Linked DNA regions of Mus musculus: region 2 is linked to region 1. Evidence: chromatin contacts called from public HiChIP or PLAC-seq data. All regions are on one chromosome and are shown on one strand. The core of a region is the stretch at or near the end of the contact, and the rest is flanking DNA. Distances in the headings are between cores, read along the strand shown.

Region 1 (5,007 bases), core at 146-2,645:
GGTGGAGAAGGGTAGAAGAAAGAAGAACCCACAAAGTAGCCAAAGATTGACTACACACACATGCATATATAACACACAGGTGCATATAACACACATGTGCATATAACATACATTCACATACGTACACAAAGTACAGTCTGTAGAGTGTGGTCTGTTTCCAAGGGCTCTTATTCTTCCCCCTTTGTCTTATTAGCATATTTAGTTTAATTGCATAAAATAATAGGTTTCGTGACATTCTCATGTGGGAACATAGTCTATGTTGATTATACTCAAACACCAGGGCCTGATTATCCACTGGCTTTTTGTTGTTGTTGTTGTTGTTTCATAGAATTAAAGTATCTGTTATGTACTGTTAGGTTTTTTTCCTTCCTTCTTCCCTCCTCCCTTTTCCTGTCTCCTTTTCTCTGCTCCTTTCTCTTCTCTTCCTTTGTTGTACTTCTGGCGACTGAACCTACGGTTTTAGGCATGCTTGCTAAGTTATATTCAACCACCCAGCCACAGACCAAGTTCTGTTTAGAGTTTTATTTTGCTTCCTTCCATGAAACCCGAGCAAACAACACAACAACAGTGGATTGGACCAGGACCGTGAGATTCAATGGAGCGTGGTGGATGTAAAACCCCTGACCTTTTACAACGAGGTGGGGGCTGGAGAGATGGTTCAGTGGGTAAAGAAAGCACTTGCTGCACAACCAGAGGAGCCTGAATTCACCCCACAAACCATGTAAAAATGCAGACAAGACAGGCTGGTCTGTAATTCCCCTTCTACAGTAAGTTGGGAGGTGGGGACAGGACAGTTTTTGGAAGTACACAGACCAGCTCACCTGGTATACTGGGTGGAAAAACAACAAAGAGGTTCAATCCCTCCCTTTGCCCTCCCCTCTCCCTCCTTCTTTTCTTTCTTCCTCTCTCTCTCTCTCTCTCTCTCTCTCTCTCTCTCTCTCTCTCTTACTTTCTTGTTTTTTGAGACAGGGTTTCTCTATGTAGCCTTGGCTTCCTTGAACTTGCTCTGTAGACCAGGCTGACCCCAAACCCACAGATATTTGCCTGCCTCTGCCTCCCATTTCCCCAATTTTGGAGTTTTAGCCAGTAGTTTCTGAGCTCCTTGCCCGCTCTCAGCACAGACTCCTGGGCAGTAGATAATAACCGAGATGTCTGCTGGCTTTTACGCTACACGACGACCATCATCTTGACTTCCCTAGGATCTCTGCCCAGTTTGTACCAAATGATACTGTGACAAAGGTGAACTGGGGACTCAGTACTTTGGAAACAGGGAGGCAAATTGAAAACCATGTGAAATTCCTCATCCCAAATCCTTCCATCTGTGAACATCGATCTGTTTCTTCACTAGTCACCAAGCATCCCGTTGCCACGGTTACCGTGAGGCAGCCATCTGGATAAAGAATGATGCTGTAACTCAGCACCCTTTCCTGTTGGAATGCTGAGCCCTGGGCACCGTGATGCCAGCTCTTTAGATTTCTTGAAGGAATGTCAGAACTTATGTTAATAAAAACGGCCATGGCACTAAGAATGATAAACGGTGTTCCCTGTTCCCCAGTCTAACAGAAAAAGTTTCTCTCCTGGGTCATTTTGTTGACAAATGCTTTTTTTGTTTTTGTTTTTGTTTTTGTTTTTGTTTTTGTTTTTGTTTTTGTTTTTAGAGACAGGGTTTCTCTGTATAGCCCTGGCTATCCTGAACTAGCTCTGTAGACCAGGCTGGTCTCTCACTCACAGAGATCTGCCTGCTTCTTTCTCCCAGTACTGAGATTACCACCTGTTTTTTGTTTTTGTTTTTGTTTCTGTTTCTGTTTGTTTCATTATTTTTTACTGTGTTTTTTTAAAAAAAGATTTATTTATTATTATATGTAAGTACACTGTAATTGTCTTCAGACACACCAGAGGAAGGTGTCAGATCTCATTATGGTTGTTTGTGAGCCACCATGTGGTTGCTGGGATTTGAACTCAGGACCTTTGAAAGAGCAGTCAGTGCTCTTAACCACTGAGCCATTTCTTCACCCCCCCCTTTTTTAAAGATATATTTCATTTTATGTATATGAGTACACTGTAGCTGTCTTCAGATATACCAGAAGAGGGCATCAGACCCCGTTACAGATGGTTGTGAGCCACCATGTTGGGGATTGAACTCAGGACCTCTGGAATAGCAGTCAGTACTCTTAACCGCTGAGCTATCTCTCCAGTCCTCGTTTTGTTTTTTAAAGAAGTTTTCTAACTATGTTAGCTTAGCTGGCGTGGAACTTGCTGTGTAGACCAGGCTAGCCTCAAACTCATAAAAATCCTTCTGCCTCTGCCTCTGCCTTCTGGGTGCATGTACCACCACACCCCACTAACATTATTTATTTTTTACATCTGCAGTTTCCCCTCCCTCTTCTCCTCCCAGTCCCCTCCCTTCATCCATGCCTCCTCCATTTCCCTTCAGAAAAGGGCAGACCCCTCATGGCTAGCAACCAGCCATGACATGTCAAGTTGCAGTAAGACCAGGCATCTCCTCTCCTGTTAAGGCTGGATGAGGCAATCCGGTAGGAGAAAAGGGTCCCAAAAGCAGGCAACAAAGCTAGAGACAACCTGATCCCACTGGTAGGAGTCCCACAAGAAGACCAAGCTACACAGCTGTAACACGTGTGCAGAAGGCCTAGGTTAGTTCCATAAAGACTCCCTGGTTGGCAGTTCCCTCTCAGTGAGCCCCCACGAGCCCAGATAACCTTGCTTTATGGGGTCTTTTTGTTATTGTTGTTTTTTTTGTTGTTGTTGTTTTTTTGTTTTCTATTTTTTTTGTTTTTTTGTTTTTGTTTTTGTTTTTTTGAGACAGGGTTTCTCTGTGTAGCCCTGGCTGTCCTGGAACTCACTTTGTAGACCAGGCTGGCCTCGAACTCAGAAATCTGCCTGCCTCTGCCTCCCAAGTGCTGGAATTAAAGGCATGCATCACCACTGCCTGGCTTGGGGTCATTTTTAAAAAAATGCCTTTGCTATACTTTTTTGAAAAACAGAAACGTGAGAGATCGCACCATATCTATCAGATTCATTTTGTGCTGGCAACTGCGAACGTATCAATAAAGCTCTCATTCTTACAGAGGGTTGTCTGGTAGGACGATAGTCATCTCAGAACAGTGCACATGCCTTGAAACTGTGCCTCAGGAACGAAGACCGTGCTTTCTTCCCCAAAGAGTTAGGCAGTCTGGAGGTTGGGTCGTTTCTTTGGTTTGTTTTCAGATTTTATTACTTTTTTTTTTTTTTTTTTTTTTTTTTTTTTTGCAGCCCTGGCTACTTATTCTGCAGACCAGGATGACCTCAAATTCACAGACTATCTGCCTCCTTCCGCCTCCCAAGTGCTGGGATTAAAGGTGTGTGACACCACCGTCCAGCAAATTCTTATTAGATTTTTATTGATTTATTTCATTTGTTTTTGTGTGTATGCTTGCAGCCATGTGAACCTCACATCACTTGTGTAAAGACCCGAGGCTCCTCTCCTTCTCCTCCCCCCTCCCCCTCCTCTTCCTCTTCTCCTCTCCTCCTCCCCCTCCCCTTCCTCTCCTCCTCTCTCTCCTCTCCCCTCCCCTCCTTTTCCCCTTCCCCTCTTCTCCTCTTCCCTCCTCCTCTTCCTCTCCTTTCCTCTCCTCCCCTCCCCTCCCCTCCCCTCCCTTTCCCCTCCCCCCTCCCCTCCCCTCTCCTCCCTTTCCCCTCTCCTCCCTTCCTCTCCTCTTCTCCTCCCTGCCTCCCTGCCTCCCTGCCTCCCTCCCTTCCTCCCTTCTTTTCTTTTTAGAGACAGGGTCTCTCTATGTAGAGCTGGTTGTTTTAGAGCTCACCATGGCCTCAAAGTCACAGAAATCCTCCTGCCTCTGCCTCCGGAAAGCAGGCAGGCATTAAAGGCTCAGCCTGTGTTTGGTTTTCTAACACTGGGTGGCACTGTGTCACTAAACTTGGCCTGGAACCTGAGACCTTCCTGCTTCTGCCCCTAGAGTGATGGGCTTACAGGTATTCACGACCATACCTGGCTCTAGAGTGAACTTAGGAAAGTAAAAATAAATACATACATACATACAGGCTAATGTAAAAATGCGGCTGAATTTGGAACCCCATGCTCCTATGATAACTGAAACATTAAGGAATAAACCTCTTATAGATAATAAGCATAAAGAGGGTTGAGTGTTTTCCTTCTACAATGTAAAAAAGCCTGTTCATTTGGGTTTTCTTTTGAAAAAGAAAAGACACTTTTATATATTAGGATTTTTTATTATGCTTATTTGTTTATGTATAAAATTTTGTATTATTTGTTATGTTGGTTCTCTCCGTCAACCATGTTGATCCTAGGTACAGAAGACAAGTTGTCAGGATTGGCGGCAAGCCCCCTTACCCACAGAGCCATCTCCCTGGCTCTTTATTGGAAAGATAAAAAAAAAGGGGGGGGGAGGCTGGTTTTACTTAGACAGAAGTAGATGGTAATTATAAACGCGGTAGATGCTCTGGGACAGGAACCTCATATACACAGTGGCTGTTCATCACAGGCAATGTGATTCTCAAGCACTTTTTGAAAGTACATGCTCCCCTCTCCCAATCCTCTGCCCATCGCTGTAACCATTGGCAACAGGCTGCTCAAACCCCTTTCCATAGTGTGGTCCTTTGTCATGCTGTGTGTGCTAGCAGTTAGCGAGGTCTTAGTACTTAGAATTATTTGCACAAGCGATGCTTAGACATTCACATGACCCAAAGCGGGAGTGCTGGAGGCACCTGGATGGGCGGCATCTCTCTCACCCCCGCAGCTCCAGTCTGCTTTTATTTCTCCCGTGTCCCTCCATGATTTGAATATGCAGAAACAAACAATTAGGCGATAGGCCCTTATTTTCTCTCTACTCAAAGAGGCCATTGATGTCTGGCTTTTCTTTTCCCCCTCCACACAGTAGAGTCTCTGGGAGAATGCTCCACATTATGTATATTGAACCGGCTCTCTCCCTGGGTTGTTGATAATGTTTTGTTATTAAGAACACAGCTGCAGAC
Region 2 (4,627 bases), core at 623-3,122, 740 kb after region 1:
AACTAGAAGACAAAAAAAAAAAAAAAAAAAAAAAAAACCTAACAAAAACAGTTTAGCCAGATGTGGTGATGCTGTGATATTCTCTGTTGAGAATGACAGAGTCACTGGGACATAGTTCAGAAGTTAAGCTCCCGACCAAAAAGTGTAAGCTAGGTGTGGTGGTGTGTGCCTGTACTACCTGCATTTAGGAGGTAGGCAGATCGAGCCAGAGGCTCGTGGGTTAAGAGCACTGGCTGCTCTTCTAGAGGCCCTGCATATAACTCTCAACATCTAACATGGCAGCTCACAACTACAGCCCTATAGGATCTGATGCCCTCTTCTGGTAAGCAGATATACATGCAGACAGAACACCTATATACATTAGATAAACAAACAAACAAACAAGAGGTAGGTAGAGGCAGGAGGATCAGGAGTTCAAGGCTAGCCTTGTCTGCATAGTGAGACCCTGTCACAAAAACAAAACAAACCACAAACAAACAAAAAGCAGCTCCAATATATTCTTGGCTAATGTTTTAAGGACTTTTATATTAAGTAAACACGAGTCTTCTTCATGCCTCGTTATCATCTGCACAGCTTTTGTGGTTTTCAAACCTACAACTCCACTTGAAAACATTACACTAGCATACTTACTGCAGCCAGAAGAGCAGAGGTTTGGGAATAACTAAATGTCAGCCATGTGACTGGTTGTTTCTCTTTCCTTTTTAAATTTCCTGTATTCAGGACCTTTGTACCGGTTAAACCGGCACTCATCCTCTGAGCTACATACCCTATAGTTCTGTTTTCTTTAGACAGGGTCTTCCTATGTAGCCACGGCTGGCCTGGAACTTGCTATGCAGACCAGGCTGGCCTTGAACTCACAGAGATCTGCTTGCCTCCCGTGTTGTGACTATGCCTGGCTCTGTATAGTAGAAGAATAAGAATTTTTCTTTCCTATCAAAATGGCAAAGCCTTCAGTATATATAGCTCAGTGGAATACGTCCAATGGCATTACGAGTTGTCATCTGTGTGGAGAAGTGATTCATATTCATATACATGTTTAAAAATTCAGTACGTATCTATATGTTAAGTGCTCAACATACAGACAGGAAAAACACTTATACGCTTAATATTATTTTCTTTTTAAAAAAATGTTTAAAAGAATGCTTTCAAAGACTGGGCACCACTGTCCAGCCATTAGTTGTTAGTTTTTAGCAGGCTTAGTAGCTCATACCACTTTGGAAGTTGAAGCAGGACTGCTACGAGTTAGAATACCAGTCCGTGTTAGACAGTTCGTGGTCTAGCTGGGACATAGAATGAAACAAGGATTACTATTTGTTTCATTATTTTAAAAAAATTAAAACAAAATCCATTTTAGTTTTCAAGCTGCCTCAATGACCTGGGCCCTAAGAACAGACTGATCCTGAGTCTCCTCAACGCCCATCGCACCACTCCTAAAGCCATCTAGTACTTTCTACCTAGCGTAGTCCTCCCGTCAACCTCCGGGGTCTTAAAACGACCAGGGTACAGGGGAAGGCTCCATTTTCTGTGCTCCCCAATTTACGGATAAAACAGGCAAGGAAAAAAAAAAAATGAACCTGGGAAATCTCGCGAGAGTGTGAGGGAAGCATCCCGGAGTCCAGTAGCTAGAGACACCCTGCAACTAGAGGCCGACGCCTCTGCTTCCTGTCACACCCAGTCGAGTGCAGAGGCCGAAGCATCCCTCACACACGACCTGCAGGGCTTTTCCTGCACCGCGGAGCCGCGCAGCCTCCACGCTGCAAACTCTTAAAAGCGCCGAACCGTGACGCTGGGGGGCGAGCACAACGGAACCTTAAGATCCAGAGTGCCGATGACGGGAGAACCAGTTTCTCAGATGCGCAATGACGTCGCAACTGGGCGTGGTGGGCGGGTCTTAGAGAGACCAGCGTTGGATTAAGCCAATCAGCGGGCGGCAGGAGGGTCGCCACCCAATGGAGGTGCTCTGTGGGCACGCCGGGGGCGGGCCGGGTGCGTAAGACTTTTCGAGAAGACCCCGCAGAGAGCACGTTGTTCTCGGCCTCTCCCGGAGCTAGGCCAGCCATGGCGGCGGTAAAGACCCTAAATCCGAAGGCCGAGGTGGCCCGGGCCCAGGCAGCGCTGGCGGTGAACATCAGCGCGGCTCGGGGCCTGCAGGATGTTCTGAGGACCAACTTGGGGCCTAAGGGCACCATGAAGATGTAAGCCCGGGCTGGCGGGAGGGCGGGCCTGGCGGCTCGATGGCCGCAAACTCGAGTCGCTGCCTCCAGGCCTTCGCGCTAGCGTTTTCTTTCTCCCATGTCTGGGCTGCATCCCATCCAAACCCCCCGAATCCGCGCCTTTCGGGGTTGGCATTTGCACCTATTTCTTATAGAGGAAGAGAGTGGCGTGTGCAACCTTCCCGAACCCAGCCCCGGGCCCCGAGTTTACTGGGATGTAGGAGTAAAGTCCAAATTTCAGGGGATCTGTTTTTGTTACCTCGTTAGCTAGCAAATGAATAAAGTTCACTGAGACATAGCGCTTGGATTTTTTTTTAATTAGTCTTAATTCACTCTCTTTTCTCGCCTCTCGTATCCGTTCCTCAAATTGCGGTTGCTTTGGAGTCGTATATTTCATAGCCTCCTTTGGTTCCCTTTACACCTCATTCTTTTTTGTGGGAATTTTCTTTATGTATTTAGTTGAGATCGGGTCTGACTGATAAGTTACGGCTTGTCTGGAACTCCCTGTGATTCACTTGCCTTCAAGAGGGGATGGGGGATATACATTACCTCCCCTTGGCTGCTTTGTGGAATTCTTACTTGTTTTGTTTTAATTAGAAAAAGTCACATCCTTGCTCATCAATTCCTTCCCATTTGGCAGGCTTGTATCTGGTGCTGGAGACATCAAACTTACTAAAGATGGCAATGTGCTGCTTCATGAAATGGTAAGAGGCTGCCGGGCTGGGTTTAAAAAAAAATTTTTTTTTTTGACCTCTTGCTCCATTTGAGGTGAATAAAATTCTTCATCAGGTCATCATGTCTTTCAGGCAGAAATATAGGAAGTGCTTTAGTGGGTGAGGAACTCTGTCAAATGTGACACATGTGTTTGGATCCTTGGGTTTTTTGTTTGTTTTGGGGGGGTCTACTTTGTAGTCTGGGCTAAAATAAAAAATTGTATAAAAGAATATTGTTATCTCTACTTTAGCTAAATATTGTACCACATAGCTATAATCCCGGCACTCAGCCAGATCTCTTGAGTTCAAAACCAGGTAGAGCTACATAAGCATAGTGAGACCTTGTCTCAAAAACAGGGCAATGGGAAAGAAAACCAAAAAATAAATGCTCATCTTTCCACTCAACTGCAGGAGAAATGAAAATCTTACTTTTGTTTGTTTAAGATAAATCTCACTGTGCAGCCCTGCTTGGCCTCAAACTGGGATTAAAGCTATGCCTCTCACACCGGGCTGTCTTATAGTTATTATTTTTGTCCCAGGGATCATATTAAATTGACCCAACTACCCATTTCCCTCACTTTCAGGTCCTATAGTTCAAACCCTAGTAAAGGGGATGGCTTGAAATCCAAGCAAAATGTAGCCAGCAGTACTGTGCAGTCTTAGTGGAAGGCATTGAAAGAAGCCTGTCCATGTTGTACCCTAGGTAATGGTTTAAGTCATTTAAATAGTTCTTTTTCTACCTACAGCAAATTCAACACCCAACAGCCTCTTTGATAGCAAAAGTGGCTACAGCCCAGGATGACATAACTGGCGATGGCACTACATCCAATGTCCTCATCATCGGGGAGCTGCTCAAACAGGCGGACCTGTACATTTCTGAAGTATGTATGCTTCTTGCTTCTGTGCTCTGTTTGGTGGGCTATTGGTACACAGTGATGTGAAGCTAGCTGAGGGCACACTGTGGAATGGTCGGGCTGCTTAGCTCTGGGAGCCTGTGCCTGTCTGTAACCTGGTCTGAAATGAGTGAAAAAAACCTGCCGACTGTATGTAAATGATTACATGTTTATCATTTACCTGCTAGCCTCAGACTCACAGGAGGTCTGTCTGCCTGTTACTGCTCCTACTGAGCCTATTCTCTGATCTCAAAATGATGTGAATTAGTTTCAGATGTCCTGTAGACAAGAGAAGAAGCAAGCTCTTACAGCAAAGTTTTAGGAGCCAGTTTTCGTGGATTGCACAGTGAACACCCAAGTGTGCTCTGTAGTTCCCTTGGCCTTGACTCTGTGCTAGAGTAAAGTCTGTTCTTTTCCTCTGCATTAAAAGGAGTACTGTGTCCTTTTCAATGTATTCAGAAAGTCAGCACACCATTAATTAATTAATTACAATTAATTAATTGTAGTAAGTATGAATGACTCAGAGTGTCGCTTCAGACGTTACTGGACTTAGTGTTAGTGGTGTCTAGTTGAAGCTGCAAGTGTTGGCAGTGGGTTTATCACTGTTTGGATTATAGGGTCTTCACCCAAGAATAATAACTGAAGGTTTTGAAGCGGCAAAAGAAAAGGCACTCCAATTTCTGGAACAAGTCAAAGTAAGCAAAGAGATGGACAGAGAAACACTCATCGATGTGGCGAGGACATCTCTGCGGACTAAAGTTCATGCTGAACTTGCAGATGTCTTGACAGAGGTGTGTATTAAGCATAG

What was found. HiChIP or PLAC-seq counts read pairs in DNA pulled down with a chosen protein or histone mark.
Region 2: a contact with region 1 is called in an H3K4me3 HiChIP or PLAC-seq map of forebrain, with 5 times the contacts expected there. The contact joins the promoter of Psph here to the enhancer-like site in region 1. A contact is called at or near these places in 1 of 39 promoter capture datasets (embryonic stem cells), 1 of 484 Hi-C or Micro-C datasets (cortical neurons), 11 of 115 datasets of contacts at active chromatin or transcription factors (T-cell acute lymphoblastic leukemia, craniofacial prominence, embryonic forebrain and 6 more) and 1 of 9 other capture datasets (pancreatic islet).

What each region holds. Positions count from the first base shown.
Region 1 is chr5:129,048,201-129,053,207 of GRCm38.p6, forward strand. No RefSeq gene overlaps it. Among named protein-coding and RNA genes, the nearest start is that of Gm38615, 13 kb to the right of the region's middle. Within about 2 kb of position 1,396, at least 12 of the 459 cell types and tissues checked have an H3K27ac peak or open chromatin away from gene starts, as enhancers often do. A contact at or near this core is called in cortical neurons and forebrain, where this site is marked.
Region 2 is chr5:129,785,381-129,790,007 of GRCm38.p6, forward strand. It overlaps Psph (phosphoserine phosphatase), which reads right to left and starts at 1,873. Exons shown (of 8, transcript NM_133900.4): 1 at 1,575-1,873. It overlaps Cct6a (chaperonin containing Tcp1, subunit 6a (zeta)), which reads left to right and starts at 1,976. Exons shown (of 13, transcript NM_009838.2): 1 at 1,976-2,195; 2 at 2,854-2,917; 3 at 3,673-3,807; 4 at 4,437-4,610. The coding sequence starts at 2,059. Gm23245 (a small nucleolar RNA gene) reads left to right here and starts at 4,159; the gene lies at 4,159-4,293.